4 separate regions of the Mus musculus genome follow, and regions 2, 3 and 4 are each linked to region 1. Evidence: chromatin contacts called from public Micro-C and promoter capture Hi-C data. All regions are on one chromosome and are shown on one strand. The core of a region is the stretch at or near the end of the contact, and the rest is flanking DNA. Distances in the headings are between cores, read along the strand shown. Region 1 holds the start of Myo1d (myosin ID). Region 2 holds the start of Rhbdl3 (rhomboid like 3). Region 3 holds the start of Psmd11 (proteasome (prosome, macropain) 26S subunit, non-ATPase, 11). Region 4 holds the start of Cdk5r1 (cyclin-dependent kinase 5, regulatory subunit 1 (p35)).

What was found. Promoter capture Hi-C pulls out the DNA fragments that hold promoters and counts their contacts. A called contact is a pair of places that touch in the nucleus more often than the background predicts. Capture Hi-C pulls out chosen DNA fragments and counts their contacts.
Region 2: a promoter capture Hi-C map of stem cell-derived epiblast-like cells shows a contact between it and region 1, with 2.5 times the contacts expected there. The contact joins the promoter of Rhbdl3 here to the promoter of Myo1d in region 1. A contact is called at or near these places in 1 of 39 promoter capture datasets (stem cell-derived epiblast-like cells) and 1 of 484 Hi-C or Micro-C datasets (embryonic stem cells).
Region 3: a contact with region 1 is called in a promoter capture Hi-C map of liver. The contact joins the promoter of Psmd11 here to the promoter of Myo1d in region 1. A contact is called at or near these places in 12 of 39 promoter capture datasets (the 3T3-L1 cell line, 3T3-L1-derived adipocytes, the C10 cell line and 6 more), 1 of 15 datasets of contacts at CTCF or cohesin (large pre-B cells), 9 of 484 Hi-C or Micro-C datasets (the HL-1 cell line, embryonic fibroblasts, embryonic stem cells and 3 more), 1 of 115 datasets of contacts at active chromatin or transcription factors (pancreatic cancer cells) and 2 of 9 other capture datasets (adipose tissue and liver).
Region 4: a contact with region 1 is called in a Micro-C map of embryonic stem cells, with 5 times the contacts expected there. The contact joins the promoter of Cdk5r1 here to the promoter of Myo1d in region 1. A contact is called at or near these places in 14 of 39 promoter capture datasets (the 3T3-L1 cell line, the C10 cell line, the SN4741 cell line and 7 more), 16 of 484 Hi-C or Micro-C datasets (CD4 T cells, LSK cells, Sertoli cells and 10 more), 4 of 115 datasets of contacts at active chromatin or transcription factors (SST interneurons, embryonic stem cells and large pre-B cells) and 2 of 9 other capture datasets (embryonic stem cells and macrophages).

The regions. Positions count from the first base shown.
Region 1 is chr11:80,778,352-80,781,603 of GRCm38.p6, forward strand. Myo1d (myosin ID) reads right to left here and starts at 1,674. Exons shown (of 22, transcript NM_177390.3): 1 at 1,347-1,674. The coding sequence starts at 1,441.
Region 2 is chr11:80,299,192-80,302,443 of GRCm38.p6, forward strand. Rhbdl3 (rhomboid like 3) reads left to right here and starts at 1,721. Exons shown (of 9, transcript NM_139228.3): 1 at 1,721-2,080. The coding sequence starts at 1,970.
Region 3 is chr11:80,427,038-80,430,289 of GRCm38.p6, forward strand. It overlaps Psmd11 (proteasome (prosome, macropain) 26S subunit, non-ATPase, 11), which reads left to right and starts at 1,578. Exons shown (of 14, transcript NM_178616.3): 1 at 1,578-1,718. The coding sequence starts at 1,628.
Region 4 is chr11:80,475,275-80,478,526 of GRCm38.p6, forward strand. It overlaps Cdk5r1 (cyclin-dependent kinase 5, regulatory subunit 1 (p35)), which reads left to right and starts at 1,749. Exons shown (of 1, transcript NM_009871.3): 1 at 1,749-3,252. The coding sequence starts at 2,235. The coding sequence ends at 3,158.

The sequences.
Region 1 (3,252 bases), core at 424-2,923:
AGGAAGCCTGACGCAGAACAGATGAGGGCTGATGATGCAGCCCTGTTTGTTAGTTGATAGCGTGATTGCCTAATGCGCCAAGCCCTGGGTTTGATGCCTAGCACTACAGAAATCAAGTGCAGCAGTGCATACCTGTACTCCCAGCAGGAAGTAAAGGTAGGTGGAGCAAAAGTTCAAGTTCACCCTAGCCATATTGCAGAACAGAACATATGAAATTATTTGTTTTGTTAATTTAAAAATTAAAACAGGTTTTTTTAAAAATTACAGAATTGTAGTTGACAGTAAAATTGAGGTAAATATCCAAACCTAATTATGATTTTCAGGTTTAAGTTTAAAAAGTGATATTTGGCTATAAAGTTTACAAGTAACAGACAGAGCAAAGCTTCCGGGAAAACACAAACAAACAAATAAACAAGTAAGCACACGCTTCAAGCTGAAACTCCGTTTCAGTTTTTTTTTAAAGTCAAAACACTTTAATACTCAGATTACATATTACTGTTTGAAAATGAAATAATTACGTATAGAAGACTTTCTAAAATAAGTTCCTCTTGGAAGCCCATTTTGGGGCATTGTGTTGTAACTAAATTCTCAAAGATGTCAGTAACACAAAGGCTCCATCCATACATAACTCCTTGAAAAAACTGAAACCATGGACGCCTTGTCAAATTCAGACAGTTTATCTTGGCACTGGCAAGTACAGCAGTCTCTTCGATGTCTGGAAACGGGTCTAATTACGTCGAATGAGTAACTAAAAAATAGCCCGTGTCCCGGAACAGACAGCTTAGGGTTCACTCCATAGCATCCTGAATGGTAGGATGGAACCACGCCAGAAAGAAAGAAAAGAGAAAAAAAAAAGAAGAAGAAGAAGAGGAAGGAAAGAAACGAGAAAAGAAAATCGAGCGTGAAAGCAGGAGATAGATGCCAGGCTCTTTTAAAACAACCTTCCAGTTTTCCTGGGGCTGCCAGGGCCATCACGCCGCTCCTAAGTTTTTCTTTTCCCTTACTTTTGTTCCATTAAGTCACCCGGTCCCGCCCACATCATTTACCTGGCTCAGGGCGGGCTGGTGCACCCCTAAGCGACCTCAAGCCCAGCATGCCCCTAATCAAGACACCACACAGGGACGACCCCAGACCCCTAAAGTGCAGTCCTAGACCTCATCACACCCTGGAGTCCCAAGGCCGCACCAAGGAAGAGTCCTCTCTCTGGGAGGCGTGACCACCCAGCGCCGCGGACCCCCTGTCACCCCGCCGCACTCACTCGCGGGAGCTGCTCGCCCCGGTCACCCCGAATCCTCAGCAGCGCCCCCTCTCGGGAAACCCCGGCATGGCTGTCGAGACGCGCTCACCTGAGCCTAAGGTTGGCCATGAACTCGGGCATGGAGACGGTGTCCATCAGCACGAAGTCCGCCTTGCCGAACTCAAGGCTCTCCTGCTCCGCCATGGCGCCGGCTCAGGTGGGAGCGCTCGGGTTGGGGCGGGGGTGCTCGGCACCTTTGGGCGGGGTCGGGCCGGAGAGAGAGAGAGAGCGAGAGAGACGGCCGCCACTCCTCAGAGCTCCAGCCGGCGCGGCTCTGAACGGGCGAGGCCGGCGGCTTCCGCTCCTCCCGCGGTGGCTGCGGGTTGTGTGGGGGCCGTGGTGGCGAGACGGAGACGGCGGCGGCTGGTCCCGCCTCTAGCCTGGGTCCCGCTGGGCCCCGCCCCGCCCCGCCCCGGCCGCTCGGGCTCCGCCCCGCCGATGAGCCCGCCCAACCCCGGCCCAGCCGCCTCCTCACCTGGGCGGCGCGCACGCGTGGGGCGGGGACGCGCTCTGGGCCAGCCGCGGCGGCTAAGCGGCAGCGCCCCCTAAAGACAGGCACGGGCATCTAGCGTGGCGGGGAGCCGTGTGGACCTGACTCTGGGTAGAATAGGCCTTGTTGCCTTCTTCAACCCCTGCCTAGTAGATGCCAACAAACTTACAAATTTACAAACTTATAACTTGAGCGGCTTTGGCGCGAATTATCCATTATGATTCCCTCACATTCTTCTGTGCTCATGTGCCATCCATCCTTGAAATGGTGGCTGAATAGTTATGGCAATGGTAGAGAATACTTCCAGGTCACCGAAATGTTTAGAGCTGTTCTAAGTGCTTTAGCAAACTTAAGTAACTTGTCACACTGCTAGGAAGTGGAGGAGCTGCGACTTCGTGGAGGTCATCTGATTTACGAACCCCAGCATTCAGCCACATGGCTTACTCTTCATTTCCAGTGGTCCATTTTTTTCCACTCATGTGAGCATGTCATCAGACTAGTACCTTATACTAGTAATTTTTTAAAAAATGTATGAATCATCTCCTCGGGATGATTGCAGCTTCTAGCATAGAGGACCATGTCCTAAACTTTTTTTTTATATCCCCCACCTCCACTCTCTACACATTCCAAGAAGCTTATAGTAGTAGTTTGTATTATAAATAAGAAATCCATGAAATTAGTTCCATAGATTGTAATGAGTTATGATCTCCAATTTCAAGACACACTGGGTGTTCTTAAAATGGTTTTTGTTGGGGGGAGGGGTGTTGCTGGAGAGATGGCTCAGTGGCTAAAAGCACTTGCTGTTCTTACAGAGGACCAGAGTTAATTTCCCAGCATCCACAACAATAGCTTTGCCTGTAACTCCAGTTCAAGGAGATGAGACACCCTCTTCATACCTCTGAGGGTACCAGGCAGGAACATATATACATGCAGGGACTCACACAGTCACATAAAATAAAGGTGAATAAATATTTTTTTTTTAAACTTTTCTTTCAGGGGCTGGTGAGATGGCTCAGCGGGTAAGAGCACTGACTACTCTTCCCAAGGTCCTGAGTTCAAATCCCAGCAACAACGTGGTGGCTCACAACCACCCATAATGAGATCTGACACCCTCTTCTGGTGCATCTGAAATCAGCTATAGTGTACTTATGAATAATAATGAATGAATCTTTGGGCTGGAGAGAGCAGGGACTGAGCAAGTGAGGCCTACCAGAGTGAGCAGTGTTGACTGGAGCGAGCAGAAGTCCTAAAAATTCAATTCCCAACAACCACATGAAGGTTCACAACCATCTGTACAGCTACAGTGTACTCACATACATAAAATAAATAAATAAATTTTTTTTTAAAAAACTTTTTTTCCAAATATAGACTATATTTTCCTGATGGATATACATTGTAAGGGGCATTGTCTAGTACCTGCACATATTTGGGCCTGTGTCTGTTAGGACCATGTTCTGTGCAGAAT
Region 2 (3,252 bases), core at 471-2,970, 480 kb before region 1:
AGAGATCTCCCCTAGTGTTTAATAAGAGCTCAACAAATGTTCAGCAATGGGAAGGTAACTTCCCCATGAGGGGGTGACTGAGTTGGATCTGTTGCTAAGAGCTGTCCCTGGGCTAGAGAAGAGAAAGCTTGTGAGGACTAGCTGGGGGGGAGGGGGGTGTGTCAGTGGATGCTGGACATCTCTGCAGAGTGGCCTTCTCTTCCACGCACCTGTCTCTTTCCAATCCCCCTGTAACCAGGCTTTCAGAACCAGCTCTTTCCCAAAGGTCTGAATGTAACAGAGCCAGCACTGCTCATGTTATGTCCAGCCAACGGTAGCAGGGGAGGTAGAGACAGGGTCCCTGGCCCTCAGGGCCCCAGCAGTTGCTTATCCTAATAGGCTTTTTTATCAGAAAGAATTCAGCCTCTCTTCTGTCCCCTGAAGGCAGTTTTCAAAAAAATCACACCCCCATGCAGACAGTTTTATTTACAAGGAAATCTTGGCAGGATCTTGACTTGTTAGTAGAGTAGAGATGGGGGAGGGGTGGCAAGAAACAAAAATAGTTGGAATGATCACACTTTCTGAAACCGAGATGAAAATTGGTGTCTGTTGCAAACTCACCTAATTAGGATGGAACTGATTTCCTTCTGGGTTTAAGAGGAGTAGTCAGTGCTGGGCGAGATGGTCACAGGTTGGATCCTGGGTTTGCACGATGTGGTTACATTTGCGTTATGAAAATGAAGGTGTTAATTGCAACTTCTGATAATAATAATAATCCTTTGGACGTCGAGAGGGGTAATGATGATGCGGAGAGGTTGAAGGGCTTTGGTTCTGTATGTAGGCTGCCGGAGGAGCGGGGGTGGGGGTGTGTGTGGGTGTGGGGAGTGTGGGAGGGGGAGGGGCGGCTGAACCAGGACTGAGCCCCTGAGCCTCCCTTGAGGAGCATCTACCCCAGCCCGGGCACTGGCACAAATTATAGTTAGGTGGGAAGATCGCTTTTCCCACAGGTACTCTGTCTCCCATTTTTCTTCTTTAAACATCCTTTAGTACTTTGCTAACTTCATTCCTGGTTTTTAGTTTTAGTTTTTTGTTTTTGTTCCCCACCACCCCCACCCCCACCCCCGGCCAGCTCTCCCCCCACCCCGCAATCCCTCCCCGGCACTCCACCCCTCCGCTCCTGTCTGGCAGGGCACTACTTTCCTGGATTTAACATGGTCGAGAAACCTGAAGATAGCATACAGCTCTAGATGGAGAGGTAGGGCAAAGGTTAGGATTTAGGGTCCCAAACCACCTGACCTTTCTCTCATCTCTAGGCTTTCCCAGACCTCCCAGAATCCAAGACCACAGCGAACAGAGAGAGGTCTTAAGGGTGGCTGGTGGAATCCAATTTTCACATCTCACTCTCAATTCAGTCCTATTTAACCCTGACATGGCCAACTTCGTGAGAACCTCGCTTCTGCCTCCGTCACACAATCTGCTGCTTCCAAGTGATGGTTAACCCGGTGCTGAGCTGAGCAGGCTGAGGGCAACGCAGTCCCCATCTCCGGGCGGGAGGAGCGGCGGCTTGTCGCTCGCCTCCCGGCAGCCAGCCCTCCCTCTTTCCCTCCCTCCCTCCCCGCGGGCGGCCTGGGGGGGCGGGGGCCCCGCGAGCAGCCCCGCCCCCGCCGCGCGCCACCCCGGAGGAGTCCGTGGGGAGGAGGAGGCTCGCGCGCAGAGCGGGGGCCGCGCGGAGCGGGAAGGAGCGCGGGGAGCGGTAGGGCCCGGCTGGCCCAAGGGCGCCCTGCCTCGGGCCCGCGACAGAGGCCAAGAAGTTTGGCGGCTAGGGGCCCAGCGCCCCGGGTCGCGGGGGCCGCAGTGAGGGCGGTGGGGAGAGCAGAACCATGGGAGCGAGCGCGGAGGCGGCGAGGGGCGCAGCTAGCTCCTGGAGCAGCACGGCCGCGGCGGCGCAAAGTTAGCCCGGCGCCCCGGGACGAGCGCCGCAGTCTGGGCCATGGGCGAGCACCCCAGCCCCGGCCCCGCAGTGGCCGCCTGCGCGGAGGCTGAGCGCATCGAGGAGCTGGAGCCCGAGGCCGAGGAGCGACTGCCCGCCGCGCCAGAAGACGTGAGTGCCCCCTCCTGTGTCCCTCAAACTTTCTGGGGGGCGCCACGCGGGGAGACGCCACTGCCTCAGCTCCCTACCCCGCAGACAACTTAGAGGCTTCAAGGTTATGTCACCGGAGCGTCCGGGATGAGTCGGGGGTCCCCGAGGGTAGGAGAGATAGGTCTCCCCCAAATGCAAGCGCGCGCTCCCCACCCCGCTCGGGTTCCCGCGGCTTCACTGCGGGACACAGCCCGGGCCACTGCGCCGGGAACCTGTCGGCTGCCGAGCCCCCTCCCCGCGGCTGGTGCAGTGCCCGGGACACGGCGTTTTCCTGCAGAGGCGGCCGCGTCACTGTAGTGACTTCCCCTCCCCTCCCCTCAGCGACCTGCGGACTCTGCAAGCCCGGGGAAGGAACCGGCGCCGCAGATGCCCAGTCTCTGATCAGCGCAGACCGCTCTGGAGACCCCTTCTCGGCTGCCAGATTAGCTCCCGCCGGCGTCAGTCCGGTCGCGACACTGATTGAAATTCAAACTGATCTCAGTCCCTGAACCCAGCCAGAGCTAGCTGGGTCGAAATGCTCCCAGCAGGGGGCTCAGGAGTCCCTGACCACCTCGGTGCCAGGAACGGTCCCCTGGGGCAGGGTAGGGAGGGGTTACTCCAGAGGGCTTTCCTGCCATCTGCCGCTTAGATCTCTTGTCTGCTGTCCTGGGAGGCGAGGCAGGATCTGGAAAGCCCCGGGTGCTTGAGTTGATGAAACTACTCCCTCTCGGCACCCTGCCTCGGACCTGTCCCTCCTTCAGAGTAAAATTAAACCAGAAACCCCAGCCTACGAAACCACAGCCAGCAAATCTGAATGGGCCGGGAGTCTAACATCTCTCGGGTTTGCGTAACTAAACCTGTCACTTTGTCCTGGCCCTAACTCCTGAGAGAGTCTTCTGTATTCAGTACTTGCACTCAGTCTTGGAAGCATATTGGGGAACACACACACACACACACACACACACACACACACACAGAGTGCTCAAGCAGGGGCGAGTCTCCTGAGCAGAGTCCTCCAACAGACAAGGTCTGAAGGTGTACTCCGGGAGTAGATGTGGACGTGACCTTTCCGTAGCAGAAGTTATCAGAAACCCGGAGACACGGTTGGGAATCGTCCTTGTTCTCATTCCAGCATCTGACTGTGTTCCCCCCCC
Region 3 (3,252 bases), core at 328-2,827, 350 kb before region 1:
AGAAAGAAAAGATACAGAAGCTGGAGACTGGTTGTGGTGGCACACGCCTTTAATCCCAGCACTTGGGAGGCAGAGGCAGGCGGATTTCTGAGTTCGAGGCCAGCCTGATCTACAAAGTGAGTTCCAGGACAGCCAGGGCTATACAGAGAAACCCTGTCTCAAAAAACCAAAAAAAAAAAAAAAAAAAAAAAGAGACAGAAGCTGGAAGTGCCTTTAATTCTAGCACCTGGGAGAGGAGAAGGGAAGAGGGCACAGATAAGGGTGCTTGCTGCCAAACATGAGTCCCTGAGTTCAATCTCTGGGCTGGCCATGATTGTGAGTACTGACTTCTGCAAGAGTTCCCTTCTCCATGTGCATGCCATGGCATGTGAGTTCCCACAGACAGACAGACATAGAAGTAAAAACTTAAAAACTACAACAACAAATGAATTCAGTATAGTCTCATTAGCTCTCCATCAGATTGAGAAAGAAGGAATGACTTCTTGGGTGAGTGTGTGTGTGTGTGTGTGTGGGGGGGGGGGGATGATCACAGCATTACACCGAAGTTCATGGAATTTCAGAGTTGGGAGAATTTGGAAGCCAGTTTAGTTCACGTGACACAACAAAGTCAGGACTTCTGTTACCAGCATGGTGGGATATTACCCAGATTTCATTAGAAAATGCAAAGGGTGGGAATGTCTTTCCTACCAGGTCTCAGTTCTGTCAGTCACTTTATTCCCTTCAGTTTCCTTAGGTATTAATTAAATATTTTTTCAAAGACTCTTGTTGAGTATTGTTGGACAAATGAAAGGAGACAGGTATAGAGATTGATTAGTCCAGTCATAGAGGAGTATAATGTTGGTTCTACTTAGTTTTTTATACAGCACAGCTATTTAATTTCCAGATTGTCATCAACTTAGAAGGTCTCCCTCTGTATAGGTTTAGCAACATCTTTAGGTTGATCCTTAGTGATAAGAAACATGCTTTTTTCCCCTTTCCCTTGATATCTTCACAGATATCCTATTACAGTTGAAGGAATTGGAGATACGGGAGGAAAATTTTGTTCTATTGTTGAGCTGGAAAGCTGGTATGAGTCAAATGTGAATCTCAAGAACTATTTAGATTGAATGATTGGGTCAAAGATGACTTTCAATCCACAATGTGAAGCTCTGTCCGATGATGGAATGGCTATTTGTGAAAGACAGTGTTCTTTTACATTGGCGATTTCTTCCGTCCTGGAAGGGAGTGTGTGTATGTGTCCTCCCTGCAAAACATCTGAATGAATCTGAACGGTGCTATTCCTGCCACATAATAGGCAATTTGAAAGATCATCTATCGCTATGAGTGACTGGTTACACGGGGATACTATACAAACAGCCAAGCAGCTTTCCTTGAGTACTCAGCCTCTTTTGGAGTGGTGGGGATTAATTTCGGTTTGTCTCTTCAGATGGCCGCGAGATGGCGATGGGGGAGCTCGTTTGTCGCTTGCGGGACGCTCCTGGGCCACCCACGGGGCAGAGAGACTACAACTCCCGGGGTGCTCGGAGAAGGGAGGCGGGGTCTTCTGGTAGGAACGCGAGGGCGGGTCTTCCGGGTGTGTGTTTCCGGCGTCGGCGGCCGCGGCCGGGGACGGTGTGAGAGCGGTAAGATGGCGGCCGCAGCGGTGGTGGAGTTCCAGAGAGCCCAGTCTCTACTCAGCACCGACCGGGAGGCCTCCATCGACATCCTCCACTCCATCGGTAAAGGGCCTGGCGCCGTCCCCGCGGCTCCGCCGTCCCGGCGCGGCCTGTGTGGGTCGGAGGCGGCGGAGAGGGGCCGGGCTAGCCGGCTATGGTGCTGCTGACTCACTGTGTGTGAGGGGGGCCGGGCTGGGGGCGCAGGCCGCTCGGGGACCCCAGGAGCCCCATGGCTTCCAATCGGGCGGGAAGCCCCTAGGCAGCCGGCCCGTCCACCTGCTGCCTGCTGACTCACGGTGGGCGCAGCGCAGCGCAGCGTGGCGAGCGGGCCGGGCCAGGTTCGCTACCCCTCAAGGGTCCCCGATTGTGGCCCGCGCGAGCTGGCCGGGGGCTGAGAGTGGCGGCCCGGGACAGACGGGTCGGAGAGTGTGTTGTTGAGAGGTCCGGGCGACTGCCGCGCAGGACTGACATTTCCCGCCGTTGTTATCAGCACAGGTTGCTCCGGGTGGGAGCGCGAGCGCTTCTCTTGGAGTTTTCTTCCGGGACGCTGGGAGCTGTCGCTTACAGCCAGCCCTCAGCCGCAGCCGCCGGCAGCAGAGGGCCACTTTCTGGGTGTGGGAAGTTGAGGGGTGCCACACGCTTAAGATTGGTATTTGACCGGTGTAGCTTGTGAGCTGAAGTGTCGTCCGAGTGGGACCGCCGGGACAGAGGAGGTGACTCATTTTTCCCAGTAGGGGTTGAAGTTTAGTTCTGAGTTCTGAGAGGCTGTCGTTCAGGGAACTTTTTGGGACCGGCGGGCCGCACATTGCTGGAGAAAAAGAAAAATTTTAATACCATAGCGTGATTGTCTTAAACCGTAGGGCAACAGGAAAGTTGAAGTAGGAACCTCCAGCCGGTCGCTTTCTACTGGGATTCAGGTGTAAATAGAAATAAGTGGTTGATGGCAGAGAAGGCCTTTTAATATTCATTCCTTAAGGGTTCAGTTAGAGAATGAGCTTCCTCCTGTGGTAATGTGAGGTTTTTTTTTTTTTTTTTTTTTTTGGTTTTTTGAGACAGATTTTCTCCATGTAGCCCTGGCTGTCCTGAAACTTACTTTGTAGACCAGGCTGGCCTTGAACTCAGAAATCCGCCTGTCTCTGCCTCCCAAGTGCTGGCGTTAAAGGCGTGTGCCACTATGCCCGCCCGGCGTGAGCTTTCAAATGTAGCCTGGGAGATTCGGATTGGATCAACAAGTTGTTGGTGAATGCAGGTATATGAGGGACTGCCAGGATGTTGATGCTTATGTTGACTTAACTGAGTTGCTGAGTCTTGAATTTCTGTACACAAGACTTGTACCAAGAAAGGACACTGTCAACAGCTTGAAGTTCTTGACTCTGGGAATACTAGAAAGGAGAGGAGACGAGAGAGCACAGTGCATTGTGAAGGAATCATGAAGAGTTTCATTTCGAAGTTCTGATAGTGTCCGTTTTAGAGCAGAGTACCATAGCCATCGGATGTTTTTACAAAGACATTTTTCTGTGATCACACTTTAATATTTAGATCACACTTTAATATTTAATAATCTGCGGAGCATAAAAGTTTTTTGTGCATAGTGCCT
Region 4 (3,252 bases), core at 499-2,998, 300 kb before region 1:
AATTGTAAAAGCTGGAATTCAGTTGCAGGCAACAGCAGGCCCGGGTCTTTCTAATGGGTGGATCTCTGCCTTTGGAGGGCTGTGTATAATTAGGGAAGTAGAACACATTTAACTTTTGCTTAATCCTGGAATTTGAAGGGGACCATAAGCATGAAGTCAGCTCAGAGGCTGGTTTTTAGCGGTTGCCTTTCCAGGTAGAAGAAACATTGGGGGAGCTGGTCTGAAAGGCCTTAGGAAGATGGCTTACAGCCTACTATGATGAAAAGGAAGAGACCCAGGGCCGCCCTACTGAAGAGCAGCTAGGGGGTTGAGTCTGACCCTTGAGGCTCGGTCTCAGTGTCAGTGTTGAGAGCGCTCTTGGAGAGGGTTTTCGTTGGAGCTGGTATGGTGGCTCATGCCTGAATCCTAACTGAACATTGAAGCAGGAGGATGGCAAGGTGCTGGCGGCCTGTGTCTCAAGGAAAGGTTCCAAGTCATGGATTAATTTTGAGCAGAGTTGTTAGAAAGCCAGTGTGACACTGGCCTTCATTCCCCGTCCCCCAATGTAATTATTTACTCTCCCCCTTCCCGGTTTGAGTTGAAGTCTCCATCCTCACCACAGCACGTCCTACTACTGGCTCTGGACCATACTCCAGAGCTGTGAGCTAACACTTCATTATTTCGTTTATAGGTTACCCAGTGTCAGGTGCTGTGTTCTAGTAATAGCAGGTACCACTCTGTTCTATGAGAAACATTGTTAGGAAGGGGCCACAGCGAAGCTAGCCATCCTGTGTGCTTGGTAAGGTCCTGGAAAAACTTTTTTTGGGGGGTGGGGTGGGGTGGTAACAGGGCAGGGCACTTACCTCTCTGGTCACCCTGGTCCCTAACCTGGAAGTACTTAAGCCTAATGACCTCAACAAGATTCTTGTTTTGGGTGTTTTCAGGAATTCTCTCAGGTTCGGAGTTGGGAGTCTGAGTTAAGATACAGGTTGGCTTATTTGACAATTTGGGTCTCCAGAACCAGTCCAGAATGAATGACTTGTAATTCGGCAGTGGCCTTTGTGAAGGACATGGAGGCTGATTGTGAACTATGTGTCGGTAGTCAGAACCAGATTTTCTTGCAATTTTACTGTCATCAAGTTTTAAAATGGGCAAATAAGAAACTGGCCTAAAGGCGCAGCAGCTTCAATTTTGACAGCCTCCGTGATAGGATCTCTAGGCCGCCCTCATCCTTCTGGCCTGGCTTTCCTAGAGTCTTAATGGGTGCCGGGCTTTTACGCTGATGCTGATTGCGGCTCTTCCTTTCTCCAGCGCCCGGGCCAGCTCTCCGCACCGCCCGCAGCCTCTGCCAAGGGGGCCGCGGCGGGAACAAAGGCAGCACGTGTCTGGGCGGGGCCCGCCCTCCGCCCCGCCCGCCCCCTCGCCCTCCCGCCCGCCCTCCCGCCTGGAGAGCTCCGCTGCGCGGCGCCGGAGCTCACGAGGCCGGGCTCCGCGCGCGGCGCAGGCACCTTCCAGGTGGAGACCCGGCTTCGCGCGTTCCCGCCGCCCGCGCCGTGTCCCGTAATGGGCGCGCCCACTAGAGGCGCCACCGTGCGCCGCTCGCGCTGAGGGACGCGAGTGGCGGCGACCTGGCGGCGAGACCGAGCGGGCGTGTGGACCGCGCGCGCGATCCGGAGAGGCGGCTTGCAAGGCGCGCGCCGGGGCGGGGCGGGGCGGGGCCGGCGGGCTCGCGGCGGAGACGCAGGCGGGGGCCGGGCGGGGGCGGGGCCGCGGCGTCTGCAGAACCTTGGACAGAAGCAGGGAGCCGCCGCCGCGCCGAGTCGAGCACCCGGGCCGCGGCGCGCATTGCGGAGGGCCTGGGACGCAGCGGCTGCGCCTGCCGCGGGAGCCTGCCTGACTGCGGGTAAGCCTGCGCGGACCGGGGCCGTGTGCGCGGCCTGGTTGGATTCCTGCTGCGGAGGCCACTGCGGCTCTTTGACCGGTGCCGCAGTGGAAGCACAGGCTGGGGCTCGACGGGGCCGCAGCCCGGGGGTTCGGGCCTCGGAAGTGCGAGCGGAGGGGCGCGGCGTGGAGCCCCGCCCGGGGCTGAGAACCATCTTGTTTTCCACGCAGATCCGCAGGACTAAACGCGTCGTGTCCCGGGAGCGCCTCCTTTCTCTCTGCGGCCGCTACAGGCTCGGTAAGCCTTTACCCCCCTCCAGCCGGCAGGCTGGGCGCGCGGGGGTGCCGGCCCCTGCCGGGCGCGCAGTGGCACCATGGGCACGGTGCTGTCCCTATCCCCCAGCTATCGGAAGGCCACACTGTTTGAGGATGGCGCGGCCACCGTGGGCCACTACACGGCCGTGCAGAACAGCAAGAACGCCAAGGACAAGAACCTGAAGCGGCACTCCATCATCTCGGTGCTGCCTTGGAAGAGGATCGTGGCGGTGTCAGCGAAGAAGAAGAACTCCAAGAAGGCGCAGCCCAACAGCAGCTACCAGAGCAACATCGCGCATCTCAACAATGAGAACCTGAAGAAGTCGCTGTCCTGTGCCAACCTGTCCACATTCGCCCAGCCCCCGCCGGCTCAGCCGCCCGCACCCCCAGCCAGCCAGCTTTCTGGCTCCCAGACTGGGGTCTCCTCTTCTGTCAAGAAGGCCCCGCACCCTGCCATCACCTCTGCAGGGACACCCAAACGGGTCATCGTCCAGGCGTCCACTAGTGAGCTGCTGCGCTGCCTGGGTGAGTTTCTCTGCCGCCGGTGCTACCGCCTGAAGCACTTGTCCCCAACGGACCCCGTGCTCTGGCTGCGCAGCGTGGACCGCTCCCTGCTTCTGCAGGGCTGGCAGGACCAGGGTTTCATCACACCGGCCAATGTGGTCTTCCTCTACATGCTCTGCAGGGATGTCATCTCCTCTGAGGTGGGCTCCGACCATGAGCTCCAGGCTGTCCTGCTGACCTGTCTGTACCTCTCCTATTCCTACATGGGCAATGAGATCTCCTACCCGCTCAAGCCCTTCCTGGTAGAGAGCTGTAAGGAAGCCTTTTGGGACCGTTGCCTCTCAGTTATCAACCTCATGAGCTCCAAGATGCTGCAGATCAATGCCGACCCACACTATTTCACACAAGTGTTCTCTGACTTGAAGAATGAGAGCGGTCAGGAGGACAAGAAGCGACTCCTCCTGGGGCTGGATCGGTGAGCCCCTGTAGCCGGTATCCTGGCTCAAGGATTCCACTTGTTTTTAAATTTTATTACTAAAAGAATCAAGTTTTGTGTACAGTATGTGTCTAGCA